2 separate regions of the Sus scrofa genome follow, and region 1 is linked to region 2. Evidence: chromatin contacts called from public HiChIP or PLAC-seq data. All regions are on one chromosome and are shown on one strand. Each heading gives the region's core, a stretch centred on a gene start, on an enhancer-like site or on the middle of the called end of the contact. The rest is flanking DNA. Distances are from core to core; before and after follow the strand shown.

Region 1 (4,018 bases), core at 343-2,842, 220 kb after region 2:
TTCCAATAAATAATAATGGAGACTACAGGAGAGAGAGAGCCAATCATTGAAATTTATATTGTGTTTCAAATACTTTTTTCATTACTAACTAATGCAGTAAATCTGGGCAACTTATTTAAGGATGAGAAAATACAAACTTCATAATGTATTGGAAATGATATAAAGCTCAGACCTAGCCTCCTAGAAAAATGCCAGGTAAAAATATGCCTCAGATCCACCTGTGTCTCTGCATTTTTCACTGACTACAGCAATACCAGTATTACAGAGAAAAATCTGTTGATAAGCTTAAGAGCCTTCAACATGTATACTGTTTGATCTTTACAAATAAATAAGCCTAACTCAAGGGCAAGGTAATTGTTCCAAATTGAATTTTTTCGTCCCATAATTCATATGGTGAAGTCCTAACCCCTAGTATCTCAGAATATGACCTTAATTAGGCAGAACATCATTGCAGCCGTAATTAGTTAGGATGAGATTGTGTTGGAATAGTGGGCCCCTAGTTCAAACTGGATTCCTTATTAAAAAGGGAACATTTGGACACAGAGACATGCACACAGGGAGAACGCCATGTGAAGATAAAAGCAGAGATTGGAGAGATGCTTCTAATAGCAAGAAATGCCAAAGACAGTCAGAAAACCACTAGTGGCTATGGGAGAAGCATGGAAAAGTTTCTCTCTCACATGTCTCAGAAGGAAGCAATCCTAGTAATACCTTGATCTCAAACTTCTAGCCTCCAGAACTGTGAGAGACAAATTTCTGTTGTCTGAGTTCCTCAGTTTGTAGTATGTTGTTATGGTAGGCTTAGCAAACTAATATAGCAATGCAAACATCTCATTTGTATTTTTATGTTAAATAATTGAACTTATGACTTAAGGAACTGAGTATAAGGATTTTATGTAACTTTCCAAGAATCAAGTAAATGACTTAAGAAAAAGTTAAATTTTTACCATATATTATTTGTTATTTGCCATAGAAAATGTATGCATCAATAAGATAAACTTTTTGTTATTTTAATGTAAATTTTACAGAAGTATAGTATACTTTCAAAAAAGGGCAAATCATAAGTGGATGTACCTTGAGAAAGTGAATACAAATATATGAACATATATGTACATATATACACACATATATACACACACATATATACATACACATGCATACATATATATGTCTTTAGCTTCTTCATCAAGAAATACATTAGTAGGTGTTCCCACTGTGGCACAGTGGATTACAAATTTTAACTGCTGCAGCTTGAGTCACTGTGGAGGCATGGGTTCCAATCCCCAGCTCAGCACAGTGGGTCAGAGGATCTGGTGTTGCCTCAGCAGTGGCATAGGTTGCAGCTGTTGCTTGGATTCAGTTCCTGGTCTGGGAACTTCCATATGCTGTGGGTACAGCCATTAAAAAAAAAAAAAAGAAAGAAATGCATTAATACAAGGACCTAATGCCCTCTTTTTTTATGTTGGTAAAATTACATAACGTAATATTTATCATTTTAATCTTTCTTAAGTTTATAATCTGGTGGTGTTAAATGCATTCAAGATGTTGTGTAACCATCACCACAGTCTATACTTAAAACATTTTCATCATTAGATAATAACTTCCTCTCTTTCTCTAGGAAGCTCTATTTTACTTTTTGCTCCATGAATTTGCCTATTCTAGGTATCTTATATATGAGGAATCCTACAGTATTTGTCCTCCAGTGCCTGGCTTGTTTCTTTAAATATAATGTTTTCATGGTCTGTTCATGTTGTGGCATATATAAAATTACCATTCCTTTTTATGGCTGAATAATATTCCACTGTGTGAATTTATTATATTTCTTTGTCCATTTATTTGATAATGGACACTTGGATTTTTCCCATCTTCTGGCTGTTGTGAAAAATGCTGCCATATACATATCTTTTTAAGTCTCTGCTTACAGTTCTTTTTGATATATATATCTATAAGTGGAATAGCTGGGTCATATGAAAGTTTTATATTTTGAGAAACTGCCAAACTGTTGTCCACAGCAGGTGCATCATTTTACTTTACCATCAGAAATGAAGGAGGGTTCTAATTTCTCTACATCTTTGCTGTTTTTATTTTCCATTCTTTTTTAGTCATCCTAGTAGGTATGAAGTGGTGATCTTATTGTGGTTTTAATTTGAATTTTCCTAATGAGTAATGGTATTAAGCTTCTTTTCATGTGCTTATTATCCATTTGTATATTTTATCTAGAAAAATATTTATTCAAGTTCTTTGCCCATTTTTGAACTGAGTTATTTTTGTTGTTGAGTTTTAGGAGTTCTTGATATATTCTGAATCTCAGTCACTTATTAGACATGTGATTTGTAAATATTTTCCCTTAGGCTTCCCACTGTGGCTCAGTGGTAATGAACCCAACTAGTATCCATGAGGATGCAGGTTTGATCCCTGGACTTGCTCAGTGGATTAAGGATCCAGCATTGCCATTTACTGCAGTGTGGGTCTTAGACATGGGCTTGGATCTGGCATGGCTGTGGCATAGGCCGGTGGCTAGGGCTCCAATTCAGCCACTAGCCTGGGAACTTCCATATACCACATGTGTGGCCCTAGAAAGAAAAAAATATTCCCTGTAGGTTTTCACTTTTTTGATAGTATCCCTTAATATGTAAAATTTCTTAATTTTGATGAAGTCCAATTTATCTACTTTTTTTTTTTTTTTTTTTTGCCTTCACTTTTGGGGTCATATCCATGTAATCATTATCAAATCCAGTGCCATGAAGATCTTCCACAGTTTTCTTCTAAGAGTTTTATGGTTTTAGCTCTTAAGGTTGGGTCTTTGGTAGATTTTGAGTTAACTTTTATAGGTAGTGGAAGATAAAAGTCCAGCTTCAATCTTTTGAATGTGGATATCCAGTTTTCCCAGTATACTGAATTGAAAAGACTGTCCTTTCCTCATTAAATGGTCTTGGTTCCTTTGTCAAATTTAATTGGCTATGTATGTGATAGTTTATTTTTGGGTTCTCTATTCTATTCCGTTTGTGTATATGTCTGTCCTTGTGCCAGTGCCATACTATTTTAAATTACTTTATCTTTGCAGTAAGTTGTGAGATCAGGAAGTGTCAGTCCTCCAATTTTATTCTTCTTTTTAACATTGCTTTAGCTCTTCAGGACACCTTGAAATTCCATATGAATTAAAGAATTTGCCTTTTCAATTCTGCAAGAAAGTCTATTGGAATTTTGATAGGGATTACAGTGAATCTGAGACATCCTCTTTTGCTACCTTTCAGTCAACTTCACCTTCTTCCACCATTAAGGATGATTACTATTCTGACTTCTAACCTGAGATATGTTAGTCATATTTTTATGTCGGGAAAATATAGTCTTTATTTTTTAGAAGAAAATATAAATTGCCAGGAACAAGTTTCCTTTGTAGAAAATTTTGGCAATAGTTTAGCCATGAATTTTCCAGATTTTGATTTTACCTGTAAGAGTTCAAGAATTGTAAATTTACACTTTATATTTATTTGAGTTTCATGAACAGCATAAAAGATTTTTTCCCCTGACCTATTTGAGACTAATTTGTTAACATGATGATCTATCACCCAAGAGTGTTTGGTGTGTAATTCCTATATAAAAGGAATTTTCCTGCGTAACTAATCCAACCTGTAAAATCAGGAAATTAATAAGGATACACTGATACATTATTACCACCAAATGCTCAGACTCAATTAAATCTCATTAAATTTCATAATAATGTCTCTTATACTGAAACTATCCAACAAGGATTACCTGTAGCAATACTAGTCACGTGTCCAGCCACCATAAATCTAGAGTTTGTCAGTGTTTCTTTGACTTCACAACAGTGCAGCATTTGAAAACTACTAATCCAGTTATTTTGTAGAACGTTACTCACTTTGTTTAGTCTACTAGTTCCTTATTATAGAGTCTGAATATTTTTGTCAGGACTATCATAAATATAATATCAGTTTGTATTCACTTATGTATAGTTTTATTTCTTTATTGATTTTGATTTCATCACTTGATTAACTTG
Region 2 (3,774 bases), core at 345-2,844:
TCCAGTTTAGACTCAAGCAGGCAGAGGCTGTAGACTGCTGAAGAGGCTTAAAATAGTTCTCATCCATGAGTTCCCACTGTGGTGCAATGGGATCAGCATCATCTCTGTGTCGCTGGGATTTAGGTTAGTTCCCCAGCCTGGCACCATGAGTTAAGGACCTGGCATTCAGCTGTGGTGTAGGTTGAAACTGCAGCTGGGATCTGATCCATGGCCCATGAACTCCCTATACCACAGGGCGGCAAGAAAAAAAAAAAAAAAAAGAAAAAAAAATCTATCATCCAGGCATCAGAGCAGAATAATGTTGGTTCCCTGCCAAAATGAGGACAGAGACAACACATGTTTAAGATAATACTAGAGTTAATAAATAAAAGTACTGTAAAAACAGTGTCTTAAAGTGCATTTTTGTGTTATAAAGCACACTAGGGCTGTGTGATATCTATATTGCTATTTGTGCTGGAAAAAAATATGTGGGTTGTGCATTTTTGGTCTTAGGAGCCCAGGAAAGTTCTAATAATCATACATTGATTGTCTTCTCTATTGCTTATGAAGAACCAAACACAAAAACCCTAAATAGGGAATTCCCATCATGGCTCAGTGGTTAACAAACCCGACTAGGATCCATGGGGATGCAGGTTTGATCCCTGGCCTCGCTCAGTGGGTTGAGGATCCAGCATTGTCATGAGCTGTGGTGTAGGTTGCAGACATGGCTCAAATCTGGCATTGCTGTGGCTCTGGCATAGGCTGGCAGCAATAGCTCTGATTCCACCCCTAGCCTGGGAATTTCCATATGCCATAGGTGCAGCCCTTAAAAAAAAAAAAAAAAAAAGGCCCTGAACACACCATACTTTATCAAAGTGCTTGTCATCATCCCCGGAACATTACTGTATGCCCACTGATACTAAAAAAATGACATTTTATTATTGCTTTATACCTTCTTTCTTCCTTTTCTTTCCTTCCTTCCTTCCTCTCTCCCTCCCTCCCCCTTCTTCCTTCCTTCCTTCCTTTTGTCTCCCCTACATCTACTCTCTGGTTTACAGGAGAGAATTTGACAACAAGATTTTTAAAAAATCAAACATATTGAAGCTATTGTGGATCTTCTGCCATAGAGAGTGTAACATGGAATAAAGAGTCATTCTTATCTTCACAGGAGTAATGATGTTTTTAATAATTCTACATCTAACTCTAACTTTCTATTGATATTACCAGCTTTTTTCTTTTTACCATTAAAGAATTTCATTTTTCTTATTTATGGCTATTTTTTTCTGACTAGTTTACCATCGAGTGAGTATATTTAATGTATTATTCCGAGGAATTTTTCTTGAAAAACCATAATATAAAGAAAAGGGAAGCCTACTACCACATCTTGATTAAAAAACAAACTCTGCCCTATTTTTATTTAGGACAATCATCCATGAAAATATCAAAATACAGACAGAATATTACTTAGCTAGTTTTGTGCTGTGCTGATGTTGGACCCAACAACAAAGAGAAGAATCTTTCTTTGCTCTAGCCCAGATGTTACGAGGCAGTTGAACTTGGGTCTAACTGACCCAGGAGAATCAGTTGGCTGCTACAGTGGCCTTGCTTCTGGCTTTGTGGAGATCAAGGAAAGCCCTTTCAGCATGTCTGAGGGCCAGATTCAGTGTGTCTCAGGCAAGCTGGGGAGCACTTTGGCAAAAATCTCCTGAATTGTGCAACCTCTGACTCTGTTTTTTTCCAACATTTCCCTCTCAAAATCACATGCTTAAATTGGGCCATGCAGCTGTGTGTGGGTGGAGTGCTTATACTCAGAGCTCTTAGATCTGATGGAGCCTGGTTGGTGATACACTATTTCTTACCCCGCCCCCATACTGAAAACTTCAAAAGTAATCCCTTGAGGTAAGTTGATAACAAGATGTAAATGTGAAAATAGGGTTTGCCTTTTCTTGGTTTCATACATATGTAGTTTGTAGTTATCAGACATTTTGAAGATGTTTCACTTGCTTTTAGAAACCTAACAACAAATGTTATATGCCAGTAATTTTGTATCAAAGAATATCAAACTTAAAGTCTACATTTCCACAATATTAATTTTTAAATTTAAAGTTTTACAGAAGCTATATTAGAGTATTGACTATTGAAATTGAAAAAATAATCCTTCATATTCCTTGATTAAAAATACATTTTGAAACACTCCTAATTATACTTGCCACTGATTTTCTTTGAATTATGGAGCAGATGTTTTAGCACATGTAAAGAAGGATTTGATCCCTGGAACAAAGTTAATCTTGCAAGTTCAAAGAATAATGTGTTAGAGAGTAGTTATCATGGTCCCTAGGAATATTATTCTGTGGCCTCATGGAACCAGAGAGGTTATATTTTATGATTGCTAAGTTTACTAGCTGCCTCCACCTTCATCTTCCCCACATCCTCCAGCCCCCTCCCAGTTAAAGAAGAGACTTTATAATTAGGTTAAAAATGTCATGTGCAATATTGTATTGAATATCTAAGGTCTTTTTGCCAGGAAGAATAGAATGCAGCAACAAGAATTTTAAAAAAGTTACAGGAATATTAATGACACTTATGAAACTACTGTAGTAGATATGATTTAATCCAATAGAACTCTAATTTTAGAACTATAAGCCAAGCTTTATGAGAATGACTTCACCGAGATGACAACATAGCTTGTTTCTGATTTTGCTCCCCTCACTAAAGGAACAACCAACAAACTATTCAAGAACAAGACACCATGAGAATCTCAGAACCCAGGGGTGAGGCTGAAACACCTTCCCTGCACCACAGAGACCAAGAGAGACCTCAGTAGAGGGTAAGGGAAGCAGCTACAAGTTGATGACATTCTCCTTCTCTAGGCCAGCACAGCACCACAAGGAAAGGAACGGTCTCTCTGAGCCTCTGTTCCTCCAGGGGGAAAAGAGAACCCTGGGCAACAACTAGCCACCTCCCCCCAGTATTGTGGGTCTTTTTGTTGGAACACATACTCTCATCTTACACCATAGGGATTGTAGTGGAATCTGCAAGGTATCAACTACTGGGAATTGGACTGTGATGGAGAAGCGGGGAGGGGTATACCATTACCAGCACACAAATCTTGGCAGACTGAGTTCATATCTGCAGTGTCCAAGCAGTAATCCCGACTAGTGGCTTTGCTCATCTGCAGAATGTTACATTCTGACAAGGGAATTTGGAAGGGTGCAGATCTACCTGATTTTGATTCTCAAAAGAGGAGTTTTGCCAGGCCTGACTTGATTATGCCCAGGGTAGGAGCTGAGTCATAGCCTCACCTGCTCTAGAGAGTGCCTCCTGGTTCCTTGTGACCAGGGGGTCTGGTGAGAGCACCAGGAAGCTGTATAGCCCAGAAACCAGAAGCACCCAGTACTGAGGTAGGACCTATGTGACTGGAGGGAGAGAAGATATAGGGAAAGAGGCAGATAAGAATATACAAAAAGCACTAAAGGGACAAGGTGTCTGCTGACTGTGTCAGGACTTCAGCTGCTCTGTGGCTTCTTGGGCATGCTCCTGAGTGCAGTGGCAAAAGCAGTCTAATAAGTGGAATGCTATTAGAAAAAAAAGCACAGGATCTTGGGGTAAGGAAGAAACTGTGAACAGGAGCTATATATAATTCACCTTCTGGAAAGCCCAGGAGGCAGAGAAAACCTCAGCTGTAACAGTACCAATGAATGGTCTGAAGGCAATTAGTAAATATTTAAAGAGGTGTCTGATGCTTCAAATGCAAAACTATAAGGAACATGAAAAAATCAAGGAAGTATATCATCA

The links. HiChIP or PLAC-seq counts read pairs in DNA pulled down with a chosen protein or histone mark.
Region 1: a contact with region 2 is called in an H3K27ac HiChIP or PLAC-seq map of alveolar macrophages. The contact joins two enhancer-like sites. A contact is called at or near these places in 1 of 47 Hi-C or Micro-C datasets (epiblast stem cells) and 1 of 2 datasets of contacts at active chromatin or transcription factors (alveolar macrophages).

The regions. Positions count from the first base shown.
Region 1 is chr15:92,108,074-92,112,091 of Sscrofa11.1, forward strand. No RefSeq gene overlaps it. Among named protein-coding and RNA genes, the nearest start is that of CALCRL, 170 kb to the right of the region's middle. Within about 2 kb of position 1,593, at least 1 of the 83 cell types and tissues checked has an H3K27ac peak or open chromatin away from gene starts, as enhancers often do. A contact at or near this core is called in alveolar macrophages, where this site is marked.
Region 2 is chr15:91,891,902-91,895,675 of Sscrofa11.1, forward strand. No RefSeq gene overlaps it. Among named protein-coding and RNA genes, the nearest start is that of ZSWIM2, 29 kb to the left of the region's middle. Within about 2 kb of position 1,595, at least 10 of the 83 cell types and tissues checked have an H3K27ac peak or open chromatin away from gene starts, as enhancers often do. A contact at or near this core is called in alveolar macrophages, where this site is marked.